Linked DNA regions of Arabidopsis thaliana: region 2 is linked to region 1. Evidence: chromatin contacts called from public capture Hi-C data. All regions are on one chromosome and are shown on one strand. The core of a region is the stretch at or near the end of the contact, and the rest is flanking DNA. Distances in the headings are between cores, read along the strand shown.

Evidence for each region. Capture Hi-C pulls out chosen DNA fragments and counts their contacts.
Region 2: a capture Hi-C map of root shows a contact between it and region 1, with 4 times the contacts expected there. A contact is called at or near these places in 2 of 3 other capture datasets (root and seedling).

Annotation. Positions count from the first base shown.
Region 1 is chr4:9,405,907-9,412,008 of TAIR10.1, forward strand. It overlaps TPS03 (terpene synthase 03), which reads left to right and starts at 1,705. Exons shown (of 7, transcript NM_117775.4): 1 at 1,705-2,096; 2 at 2,197-2,479; 3 at 2,692-3,064; 4 at 3,502-3,720; 5 at 3,810-3,948; 6 at 4,257-4,496; 7 at 4,675-5,234. The coding sequence starts at 1,950. The coding sequence ends at 4,971. TPS02 (terpene synthase 02) reads left to right here. Exons shown (of 7, transcript NM_117774.4): 7 at 1-230. The coding sequence ends at 97. It overlaps AT4G16745 (Exostosin family protein), which reads left to right and starts at 5,934. Exons shown (of 7, transcript NM_001203814.1): 1 at 5,934-6,036.
Region 2 is chr4:9,566,193-9,572,603 of TAIR10.1, forward strand. AT4G17000 (neurofilament heavy protein) reads right to left here and starts at 3,891. Exons shown (of 9, transcript NM_001341189.1): 1 at 3,577-3,891; 2 at 3,310-3,374; 3 at 3,143-3,204; 4 at 1,949-3,031; 5 at 1,781-1,859; 6 at 1,588-1,701; 7 at 1,373-1,498; 8 at 1,208-1,293; 9 at 707-1,079. The coding sequence starts at 3,721. The coding sequence ends at 854.

The sequences.
Region 1 (6,102 bases), core at 455-2,954:
GTGTATCTACCGGCACGGTGATGGCCACGGAAGCCCAGAAAAGACCAAGACCGTTGATTATATCCAATCAGTACTCTTCAATCCCGTTCCGTTATAGGATTGTAAATTTGTATTTGCCGCATTATAGATATGTTTACATAATTAAAAGGTATTTGGTTTGCCGGAAAAATGATCATTTTATTTTCCAAACTATTTGTAATTAACACAATTATTTTTTAATTATATGTGCGCAAAATTGATTTTTAATTTGTCGTTAACTTAACAATTTGGTCCAAAATTTGATCAATGTTTACTAGTTGATATAGAAACGTTAAATTACTCGATTAAAACCTAATAAACTCAAAAAATCCTAAAATTTCTCCCAAATTGAAAGCTAAGTCATTACTTCGAATAAAAAAAAAAAATCTTCATCTATTCATCGTACTTCGCCAAAATATGCGAATTCGATTTTATTATTTAGCTGAAATTCATTTATTACTATTTTCTGCATGGCAATGTTTCGTTAATTTTTTACTTTCAATTTTATTGTAATTTTAATTCAAATTATAATATATGTACATAATTTAACAATGTGTTTGATAACTTTCTCTAAAATTGTTGTCATTTATTATTTATACATAGATATCAGGACCGGTTTAGAGTGTGTGCCAAGTGCCAATGGTGCATTTGTACTGTTTAAGCAATCATGGTCCTATTTTCTCAAAAATATATAATAAATGTCCAAATCCATACATAAGATATAAACATGTTTTTTATAATTAGATACAGGGTTCTATTTTTCTCTGAGTCGGCCCTGATAGATACATACTATCAGATTAGGCAGAGGTATGGACTATGGAGTAATTTATGGGGGCACATCCATCCGTTGGTATGATCAAAATTTAGTATAAGTCTTCAGAAAGTATTTTTTAGATGGGATGAATTTGCCTCTCTATTATCCCAAGATTGAATCCCCATTTCCTTCAGAAGCAGTAAATACAAATTAAACTACTGAGCTACAAATTCGCGTAAAGCTACATGTGTATTTTTAATCTCAAAGTTGCTGTAATTATGAAATGTGAACGAAATAGAAGTGACAGGAGCTTGAGTGCCCCATGAGATAAGAACTTATAGATGTATATTAATTTAAACTGTACTGTCTAAACCTAGACAACGCCGTGACGTCTTTGCCCACATGTGATTATTCGTTACCACCTCTCTTAGTGTGGTCCAACAAAATTGGCCTCTCAGTTTTCATTGAAGGCAGGGATAGAGATATACAGGTAGTCACATGGACACCGAATCGATATTTATTCCTTGGAATTTCATTAAGGTTTTTCGAACCAAGACAAGACAAGCTATGCATGAAACCATTTGCCATGCCATTAACGTGGACTAAGGGTGGACACTGATCTATCTCGTACTTGTTATTAATAAAAACAACCGATTTGTTTTTGTTTTTGTTATTATATCTCCTACTTTTTGTTATACCATGCATGTCCACACGTTTTTTTCAATTTGTTACATGTCCACAACTTTCACAAATATTTTTACCAAAAAAACAAAAAAAAGTTTGACAAATATCTTTAGATTTTTTTTTTGGGCAATTAGTGACAAAGCAAGGGACGTTGAAAGCAAGAAACGTAAATGTTTGGATATCACACCACACCAATATGTTTTAGCCATTACTTCTCCAAGTTTTTTTGTTGTGTGGGAATAATACTTCTCCAAGATATTTAAGAAAACGCAAATGCATGGTCATTGAATTATATAGCGAGAAAACGTCAAAAACTAAACTGATTAAAACAGATATTCTTTTAGTAAAACAGAAAAAATAAAAATATCTTCATATATATAACCTGTGGTCCGAGACCCAAACCTTAAATCAGTATAAAATATCATAGCGGAGTCTAAAGAAGAGTTCATCCAATTATTTAACTCTTTAGTGTAATCATTAGCAACGCAAAGAAATGCCTAAACGACAGGCTCAACGGCGTTTCACTCGCAAGACTGACTCGAAAACACCATCCCAGCCTCTGGTATCCCGTCGCTCTGCAAACTATCAACCGTCTCTTTGGCAGCACGAATATCTCCTCTCGCTCGGTAATACATATGTGGTACGTATAAGAATGTACATGACGTTGTATTAAATAAAATTATGTGACATATATTACTATTTAGGAAATTATATATAGTGATAATATTTATATCATGCAGAAAGAGGACAACGTCGAGAGAGTTACGTTATTGAAGCAGGAAGTGAGTAAAATGCTCAATGAAACGGAAGGTTTACTCGAACAGCTAGAGCTCATCGACACTTTACAAAGGCTTGGAGTTTCTTACCATTTTGAACAAGAAATCAAGAAGACACTAACGAATGTGCATGTTAAAAATGTGCGAGCACACAAAAACCGGATAGATCGAAACCGATGGGGAGATTTATACGCGACCGCCCTTGAGTTCCGACTCCTAAGGCAACATGGTTTCAGTATCGCACAAGGTTGAAAGCAAAAAAAAAAAAAAAAAAAAAAAATCAAAAAGTTATTCACATAAATCCAAATTTTCAGTTTTTAGTTCAAAGTTTCAAAAATGAATTATATAAAGTTGGTCTTCAGTTATATATGTCTATATGATGGTTCTGAATTTAACCACATTAATATTGCAATCTCTTGCTGTTGTTAATAACCACATTAATATTGCAATCTCTTGCAGATGTTTTTGACGGAAATATTGGAGTTGATTTGGATGATAAAGACATCAAGGGTATTCTTTCACTATACGAAGCTTCATATCTCTCGACCAGAATCGATACTAAATTGAAAGAGAGCATATACTATACAACAAAACGACTTAGAAAATTTGTGGAGGTAAATAAGAATGAGACCAAATCTTACACTCTTCGAAGGATGGTTATACATGCGTTAGAGATGCCGTACCACCGGAGAGTGGGAAGACTAGAAGCAAGATGGTACATAGAAGTGTACGGAGAGAGACACGACATGAACCCTATCTTGCTTGAACTCGCGAAACTTGATTTTAATTTCGTACAAGCTATCCATCAAGACGAGCTCAAATCCCTCTCTAGGTAAGTTAACTTAAGTAACTGATGATTCGTGGACTTTGAGTAATCATACATGAAATTTGAAAATCAAAAACATATAGAGAACATGTTCGTCATATGTTCTTAGAGTACTTTAGTAAACATAAACATGTGTATAACCGATTCAGAAGGTTTGTATTCCAACTAAAAAGGATTGAGCAAAAAAAAACCATCATCTCAAGAGACGTGTTAAAAATCTCAAGGTAGAAATGAAAAGAGAATTGCATTACTAATTCATAAACTTATGACTACTCTGTTAAATTGTTTTTAGTTTGGAATTTTCATGATTTAATTTCTCATCATTTATATGTTAAAACTGTGACTTGACCTTCAAGAAAAATCATTATATCTTAAAATTTCTATAGATAATTTCAAAATGTAATTCTGTCTACATAGTTCATCTTTTTATATGTATGAGACAGTTGGTGGAGCAAGACGGGATTAACAAAACACCTCGATTTCGTTAGAGATCGAATAACGGAGGGTTATTTCTCGAGTGTTGGAGTAATGTATGAGCCCGAGTTTGCATATCACCGACAAATGCTTACAAAGGTTTTCATGCTCATTACAACTATCGACGATATATACGATATTTATGGGACACTTGAGGAGCTCCAACTATTCACGACCATAGTTGAAAAGTTACTATTAATACCTTGCAAAATAATATCAAACTATTTCACTCTATATCTATTTGCTTATTTCTTCAGTGAATCGATATATCATGCAGATGGGATGTGAATCGTCTTGAAGAACTTCCCAACTACATGAAGTTATGTTTTCTCTGCCTCGTCAACGAAATCAATCAGATTGGATATTTTGTACTCAGAGATAAAGGGTTTAATGTGATTCCTTACCTCAAAGAATCTGTACGTATTCTCATCATTTTATCTATGTAACAATAGATTTTGAAATATTAATTTGTTGGTTCATTCAAAGTTAGCTATAAAAATGAATATACACTATAATATACATATATTGTAGTGTGCAGCAATAGATTATCAACCGGAAAGTATATTGTTTAAGTTTAAGATTTTTTTCGAAGATTTCTTAAAAAACATAAATGAATTTCGTTTTCTTTTCTCATTTTTTTGTCACCAAGACTTTTTATTAATAAATATGAATATTTCTAAACTTTTTCTCTACATCTCTTGATAACTTAGTTTTTTCTTTTTAGTGGGCAGATATGTGTACAACGTTTTTGAAAGAGGCAAAGTGGTATAAAAGTGGTTACAAACCTAACTTCGAAGAATACATGCAAAATGGTTGGATCTCAAGCTCAGTCCCTACAATACTTCTACACTTGTTCTGTCTCTTATCCGACCAAACCTTAGACATTCTTGGCTCCTACAATCACTCTGTAGTTCGAAGCTCCGCCACCATCCTCCGTCTCGCTAACGATCTCGCCACTTCTTCGGTCAGTCATGGTTTCACAACGTACAATACTGTAAATAATTTATTGACAGATCAAAGGCGATTATATCTAAGCAAACTTTTTCAGACTAAATAAACAAAGTCAACCAACATATGGGGACTCACACATGTGTTTCAAAGTTATGCTCAAAGCGGTCCTATAAATATAGTTATTTTAACAGGAGGAATTAGCGAGAGGCGACACTATGAAATCCGTACAATGTCACATGCATGAAACTGGAGCTTCGGAGGCAGAGTCACGCGCGTACATTCAAGGAATTATCGGTGTGGCTTGGGATGACTTAAACATGGAGAAAAAGAGTTGTAGGCTACATCAAGGTTTCCTAGAAGCTGCGGCTAATCTTGGACGTGTGGCTCAGTGCGTTTATCAGTACGGTGATGGCCATGGCTGTCCTGACAAGGCTAAGACCGTCAATCATGTCCGGTCCTTGCTCGTCCACCCTCTTCCACTCAATTAATTAATTAGTTTCTAATAATAAGTCTTAAATCACACAAGTATTGGATTAGACGCTCAAAGAGTTGAGAGATGCATATGTATTCTCTACTCAAATTATATAATGCATGTAAACATTTGTTAGTTTTTATCAACATCAAGAGCTTGTAAAATCAAGTTAGATGAATATTTTGTATATGAGCAAATAATATTCACTTGATCAGTATATACTAGTGCTTATATAAGAAAAGAAAATTCCTATATACAGTTTTAACATTTCGAGCAAAGGAATCAGCATAAATGTAAGCTATGTGAGATAAAGATAATTTGAAAAGACGAAAACTGATTTTGGAGGAGTAGACACAAAATTTGATCGGAAAATGGAGATAAACAGAGCATTGTCTACAAACAAAACTAATTAATAGCTTAGCGTGGAAGGCCGACAAACAACGTCAAGAGCCCTTCAATCCCATGTGGTAGCAAAATGTGGGTAGTGTCTAGAAGGCACCATCCAAAGCCATTTTGTCGTGTGCATTGCTTCCTAGGAAATGTCAACTCAACGACATATGGCAGAAGAATCTTCGTTTCACAATCTCTTTAATACATTACTTAATTTCGTTTCAAATAAACTTTTTGTTATCACTATCTCACTAAACCAACAACTCTTCTTTTTCTTTTCCGGCATTTCAATTCTATGATGTTTTCAAACAAGTGATGGACAATTTACAAAAATAAAACTTTTTTTTTTTTGCCAAACAAAAAGAAAACTTATTCATGGAAATAAACAAAAAAAGACAACTGGTTGCCATTGAATTACGCCAGAAGGGTTTAGACTGACGTAGTACACACGTCAGCTTACACTAAAAAAGATCCGATTCTAATTATTCCTAAAATTGGAATAAATTAAGGGAAAGGTTAATTTTAGGCAACTTAAGCTAATAATACGGAGGGAAAATACATAACATTAATTACCGTTACCATCTACTTAACCATAACCTCCTTCCACATCTCTCCCTCTGGATCGAGAAATCTCCGATCCATTCTTCTCCGTCTGCCAAAATCCCCACTTCACGAATCGCAAAAGATCAAGGTACGTACATACATGTCCCTTTCTAGAATTAGGGTTTTTGTTTTTGCAGTTAGTACTAGAATCTCA
Region 2 (6,411 bases), core at 2,641-5,140, 160 kb after region 1:
ATCACCCAATCTTATATGGTCATTTTGATGGGTTATTCTTTTTTAGAAATAATAACTTAATCCGTTTTTTAATCTATGGATCCACAAGATTACTAAGTGGATTAAGTTATGTGATTACATTTTTCTAATAACATATTAATGTATTTGTTACACTTTCAATTTTACAACTTATAAGTATACTCCCCAAGTAATTGTATAGGATTTTGATTGTCCCATTATACATAAATTTTCGTTGTTTAATTTGATTTTCTTGTCAACTGTTTTATTTGATGAATGAGCACGAGTATCACAGTAGAGTGTAGACCATATGATTTAATCGTATTCCTCTGTTTAGTTATCTTAGAACCATTTACTTGCAATTTTTTTTTAATTGCGTTAATTTTTGTAATTATAGATTGCAATGATTTTAGAATAAAATTATATTTAGATCTAAGTTATTGGATAATGGTTTCAATAATACAAAATTTTAGGATAGCCTCTTAAAAATCCATTTATTTTGGTATTTCTTTTCTTCCTTTAAGAAAGTAATTAATAAAAAAACTTTGTACAGATATATTTAATTTGGTTTGGTTTGGTTCGATTAAAGGTTTAATTGAGAACTTGATTTGGTTTATTTAAAACCATTTTGGTTAAGTCGAAACTGGAAAGTGTTTGATGAACATTTCAATAAACGCTTCATCATTTCATACAACCACGATTACGTTAATTTAAACAATTTTTGTAATGATTAATCTGGAAATTGAGCAAATGTTTTATACACCCAAAATAATCTCACTTCTGTTAATTCTCAAAGATCAACCAAACTTACAAGACTCGTGTGAATTAAACTGCAGATATATTTAAAAACCCGATCTTAGACTTCCGATGCCACTCTCTTTGTACAGCTCTTAGGGACATGAATACAATGGAAGTTTGGTCCCTTTGGGACAGTTACAGGTCTTTTCTCCCCCGAAGCAACAACACAAACAGAAGGTTTGTTGATGATTGGAACTTCTTTAGATCCTCCATTCATCTGCGAGGCTTGCTCCGCGGTTTCGATTCGTTTATTTGCCACTTGCTTCTTTCTACCTAATGCAACCCTGGAAAATGCACACAATTTTCAGATTACATGCCGAGAGAAGGCAACTGCTATGACAAGTCAAAACTCGTTTGCTCGGTTCTCTCAAGTGAGAGATTACACTTTGTCTTCTAATCAAGCAGTTTTTACCTCTTGCAATCCACCATATTTTCAGAGACAAGTTTTGTGGATGTTCCTCTTGAAGCTTTTAACCGGGAAGCTGAGTTCTTCTCCAACTGCATATGAGATTATTATATCAGAAAAAGAAACTCTCACACGATGAACAGACATCAATATGCTACAGAAAGAACTTACTCGAACTGGTTGATGATTTGGACCCAAGTTTTCACCATGGAACCCCCTAATGCTGGCAGTGTCTTCTTTGGCAAGAGTACATTGTGGTTTCTTCTCTGTATTTGCTTCCTTGAGAATTTGTCTTTCCTATAAAAATGTAAATTTTCTTCCATCAGAAAAGAGTTGCATATTAGAGAATAAACAGCTTTGGTGGGTTGTATTATTGTGCATCATACATCGGTTCTAAGTCGAAAAGGCTTTGGATTCGTGAGCTTGGGTTTTGTATACTTGACACGGGTACCAGCCGAAACAGTCTTGCCATTGAAACACTTGTCTGCTACTGTCATAACCTGGTTCATACAAATATACATAAATACACAGAAGATGATAGTAGAGCCCAATTAGAAAGTACATAGGCTTGTAACATACCTTTTGAGTAGTTTTACAAATTTCTTTCTTGCCAAAGACTTTCTTTTTCAACAGAGGATAGGTGGCTTGGTCGAGATTTCTGCAAGATCCACACAGAACAAGTATATCTGTGAGATGATGTACAAAAAAGGAAACCAAAGTAAAGCAAATAAACAACATTTTCCTCACCTGTTATTGTCCAAGGCTGAAGAATTTTCCTTATCATCTTCCCTATCAACATCCGTTGCATTAGTAGCATTTTCTTTCTTCTCACACTCCAATGGCAATGCATTTTCCTTGTCTTCAATCTCCACAGTCTCACATTGCTTTGCTTTATCTAGTCCACTCACCTTAATTACAGCAATATCTTCTTTATCGATAGCCGCGACAATATTAGCATTCTCTTTGTCCTCGCACTCCGAAGCTAATGCACTTTCCTTTTCTTCAATCTCTGTGATTTGATATTTCTGTGATGTAGCAAGTCCACTCTCCTTTATTACAGCAGGATCTTCTCTGGCCTGGAGCTGATTGTTCATGTTAGCCTTCGATGTGTCTGACAATTCTTCAGATTTGTTTTCAACCAAGAGCTCTTCATCTCTACTAGTTTTATCCTCAACTTCCATACCATTAGAATCATAAGGTTTCAAAGGATCAGAGGAAGGCACAGGATCTTCCTTTTTCTTAACCCTCTTCTTCAAAGTACTGACACCTTTGTCTTTTTGATCAATCTGTTTCTGTGACCGCAGAGAATCAAACACTCGGCTCTTCACCTCTCGTGTTTTTAGAGGTCTTCTAGATGACGCTGAACTCACAACCTTATGATTAACCCCCAAACCATTTCTTTTGTTATCAATCTCAAGCTTCCTCATCCCATTACACAACTTCTTCACCGAGGAACTAAGCTCCACAGATCTCTTCAGTTTCACCAACTTCTTTGGAGATTGAAACACTAAAGCCTTTGCAACAACTCTGTTTTCCGACACCTTGATTGTTGCATTTCTCGGATTCTGTACACTTCTAAAAGCTGCTGGGCTCTGCATTTGCTTCTTCCTCTCAGTTAATGCCTTCTGAGGAACTGATGAGATCACTGCTGACTCTTTTCCTTTTGCCTTTGCCTTTGGAGTCACATTCTTATTTGTGGAAACTACTTTTACTTCTTTTGACCTGATATTACCATTACCCTTCTGAGGAATCGATGAGATCATAGCCAATTTAGACACACGTGATCTTGAGGGCTTTGCAGGAACCGTGTTAGGACATTTAGGATCAACACTGTAATAAAAAAAAAGTATGTAGCACAATGCAATGTTAAACACACATTACAGTGATTAATCTCTCTCGAAGTTCAAAAACACATTTCTCAAATAGTTAGAAGTTCATTACCTGAAATCCTTTCTATAAAGAGCTTTTCGAAGACGAACACTTGGACTCCTAGCTGCCATGACCTATTAATGTTGATTAACATCAAATTCTTAAGTTAATGATACACTTTAAAACGAAATCAAATCAAGGAAGAGAAGAAGAAAAAAAGTTTGGAACTTTAAGCTAACCCGAAGAACGAATTTTTTGTAGATTGCTTCCGAATCCAAAAATTCCTCATGCTTCTGATCACATCCTAAATACACATTATCACCAGGAAACCAAAATGGATCAAAACATAAACTAATTAAAAACTGTTCACTAAAACCCTAATTTAGCAATTTTCAGAAAATGTTATAATCAAATTTCCCAGATCTGTGGAACATTAATGTTATTAGTAATGATTTGATTCGAATTTTGAACAAGGGAAATGTAAAAAGAGTGAACAAGATTCTGACCAACTCTAGAACAGAACCAGTAACGATCATCTCCTTCAGGGCGATGATCTGGTGCGGTGAGGTCTACAAACTTGGGAGCTTCTATTGTCTCGTAGAAGTCTTCTTCGTTAAACTCATCCACTATCATATGCTCAAATGCCTCCATCTTACACTAAATTAGAAATTCGCAGAGAGAGTATAGAAGAACAGAGAGAGAGAGAAAGAGTATTGTCTAATTTGGTGCGTGTCTGTTTAGCTAGCTCAGACAAGATGAAGGAACATTCACAGAAACTAGCCGTTAAAAGGAAAGGATTGTAATAATGGTCTCTTTTCAGGGTTATTTTCGTCACTACAGTGATTTTGATTTTGAGCTTCGAAGCATCTTTTTCATTCCGAGTAAAGTAAATCTGAAGGAAAGAGGAGACAGAAGAAGCAAACCGGTTCATTTAAACCGGTATCTATATAGAACCATTTTAAACCCTGTTTACGACTCTTAAACGTCAATAATCATAGAGGCAGGAATATTTTTTGTTTCTTTCCACATAATTTATGCTTTGTTTTCTTCGACAGATTCAAAATCCGTATTTAATTTAACTGGTAAAAGTAATTATTCGGTAATGCACAACATTTCTCTTTCTTTGTTTAGACGCGATCAGATATTTCAATATGAAATCAAAATTATTGGTTTAATTAAAGAGTTTGGAGCCTAGTAAATTTCAAGCAAAAAAAAAACACAGGAATTGATCAGAGTGTTATGAATAAAGATGGATGCCCATTATAAGACTTATCATCTAAGCCCATCATCTAGATGTTTGTAGAGTTTTACCTTTTCCTTGTACTCCTATATAAAGAACCCTTTCCTCAATGGAAAACACACTCATTTCTTCTATCTCTTTCTCTGGTTATAACACGTTATCAGCACGCTCTTAAAAGATAGATATAGAGATTCTTACATTTTTTTAAGAACCATGTTTACTTATCGACTCATGGTTCATAGTACTTATTTTCTATTATTGAAACAAAACAATATGAGTCGATCGATGATTATAGTATAGATCGGTAAAAGCATGTTTTCAATGATTCAATAAAGAAGAGAATCATGCTTATCATTTGTTTCTATAATTACTATCGCATGGTTCAATGATTCTACAAAGAAAATCGTTAAAGAAGAGAATCATGCTTGTTAATTGTTAATTTTTGTGATTTACTATTACAATATTGAATATATAAATTACCAATTTTATAATTATATAACTAATTTTGTAACTATTCATAGCCCGGTGGTGGGTGATGCAAGCATGTATTAATGTTTTAGCATTCCAGTTTTGAATAGTTGCATCTATATTCAATATCATTTTATAAATATTATATTGTCTAAAATCCATTTATGATTGATATGATATCCCTTATTTAACTCATTTGATTAAAACGTTATACATATCTTATCACTTTTAGATATTGACTTTTCCATATTAAATATTTGATTTCCATATATTTGATTGTGTTATTATTATTTTTACTAAAAACGTTGCAAGATAATTTTTCTTTTTATAAGATTCCATATATCTAAATCTTTATGTTATTATTATCTAAATCTTTTTATAAGATTTCCATATATTTGATTGTGTTATTATTATTTTTACTAAAAACGTTGCAAGATAATTTTTCTTTTTATAAGATTCTTTTCTCTAAATCTTTGTGGTATCTAAAAAAAAAAAAAAAAAAAAAATTGTTCATGGTTTTGCCCTAATTTTGCACGAAATCATTTTACCCAAATCTTGCACGAATTCATATTACCCTAAATAAAAGTTTTGTCAAGATATATGTAAAATCCAGATTTTTCACAACATAGTTTTATTCTGATTGGTTTTACAATATTGCATTAAAATTGTATTGTTATATAATACTTGATTATTTTATGAAATAAATTGATTGGTAAATAACTTAATTTAAAGGTATAATCACTTATAGAAATTTTCATGAATGACTAGTTTAATGTATCTTAAGAAGACATCATAATTTTGATGGTCAAAGTTTTTTCAAGAACTTAAATTATCACCAAAAGTTGAGAAAATAAATATGGTAAAAAATAAGTAAAATTTCTAACTTATAACGATGAAATAATCTAGTATATCAAGTAGTATAAAATCTTATTAAAAGACTCTAGAAGAGCATATACATTGTTTTCTATGGGAATACAAAATTAAGATCATCGATGCGGTATAGTTCTCCAAATCTCAAAGTTAATATGATGAGATATAAAATACATTTGCTTCTAGAGTGGAATTCAATACGAGATGGATGAACTTGAAGTTTCATCATTTCGAAGAGGAGAAGTAATGAATGGATAATAAGTGACATATCGAGAAGATTATGTTCAATCTTTGACTACTAAAGATCTAAAAGTTGTATAAAGCAATTCTTATAGGAATGTGTTATTAGATAAAATAAGTTATAATTAGTTATTACTAAAACTTCAAGACTTGAAGTCTCTTTGTGAATATAACTCACATTGTTAAGAGAATATCTTTGATGCGGAGATGGTAAAACAGACGCTTAAACTTTTACGCAAGTATTGTTCTCTTGTAGACACAATATTTTGAAAGAAATTTAAGAACTATTATGAACTTAAATCGAGTGTTTTTCAAAGGCTAAGAAAATATATGAGTTATTGATGATAAGTAATACTCATATTCTTAAGTGAATATAAGATCTAACATAGCTAGTCAAATTACATTTAATATCATTTATATTAGAATATAAAATTTTAATTATTGTCTCGTTTATTGCTTTATTAACATATGATTGATTATTAACATACATGGAAGTAATTTTGATTATAAGATCTCATTAAGA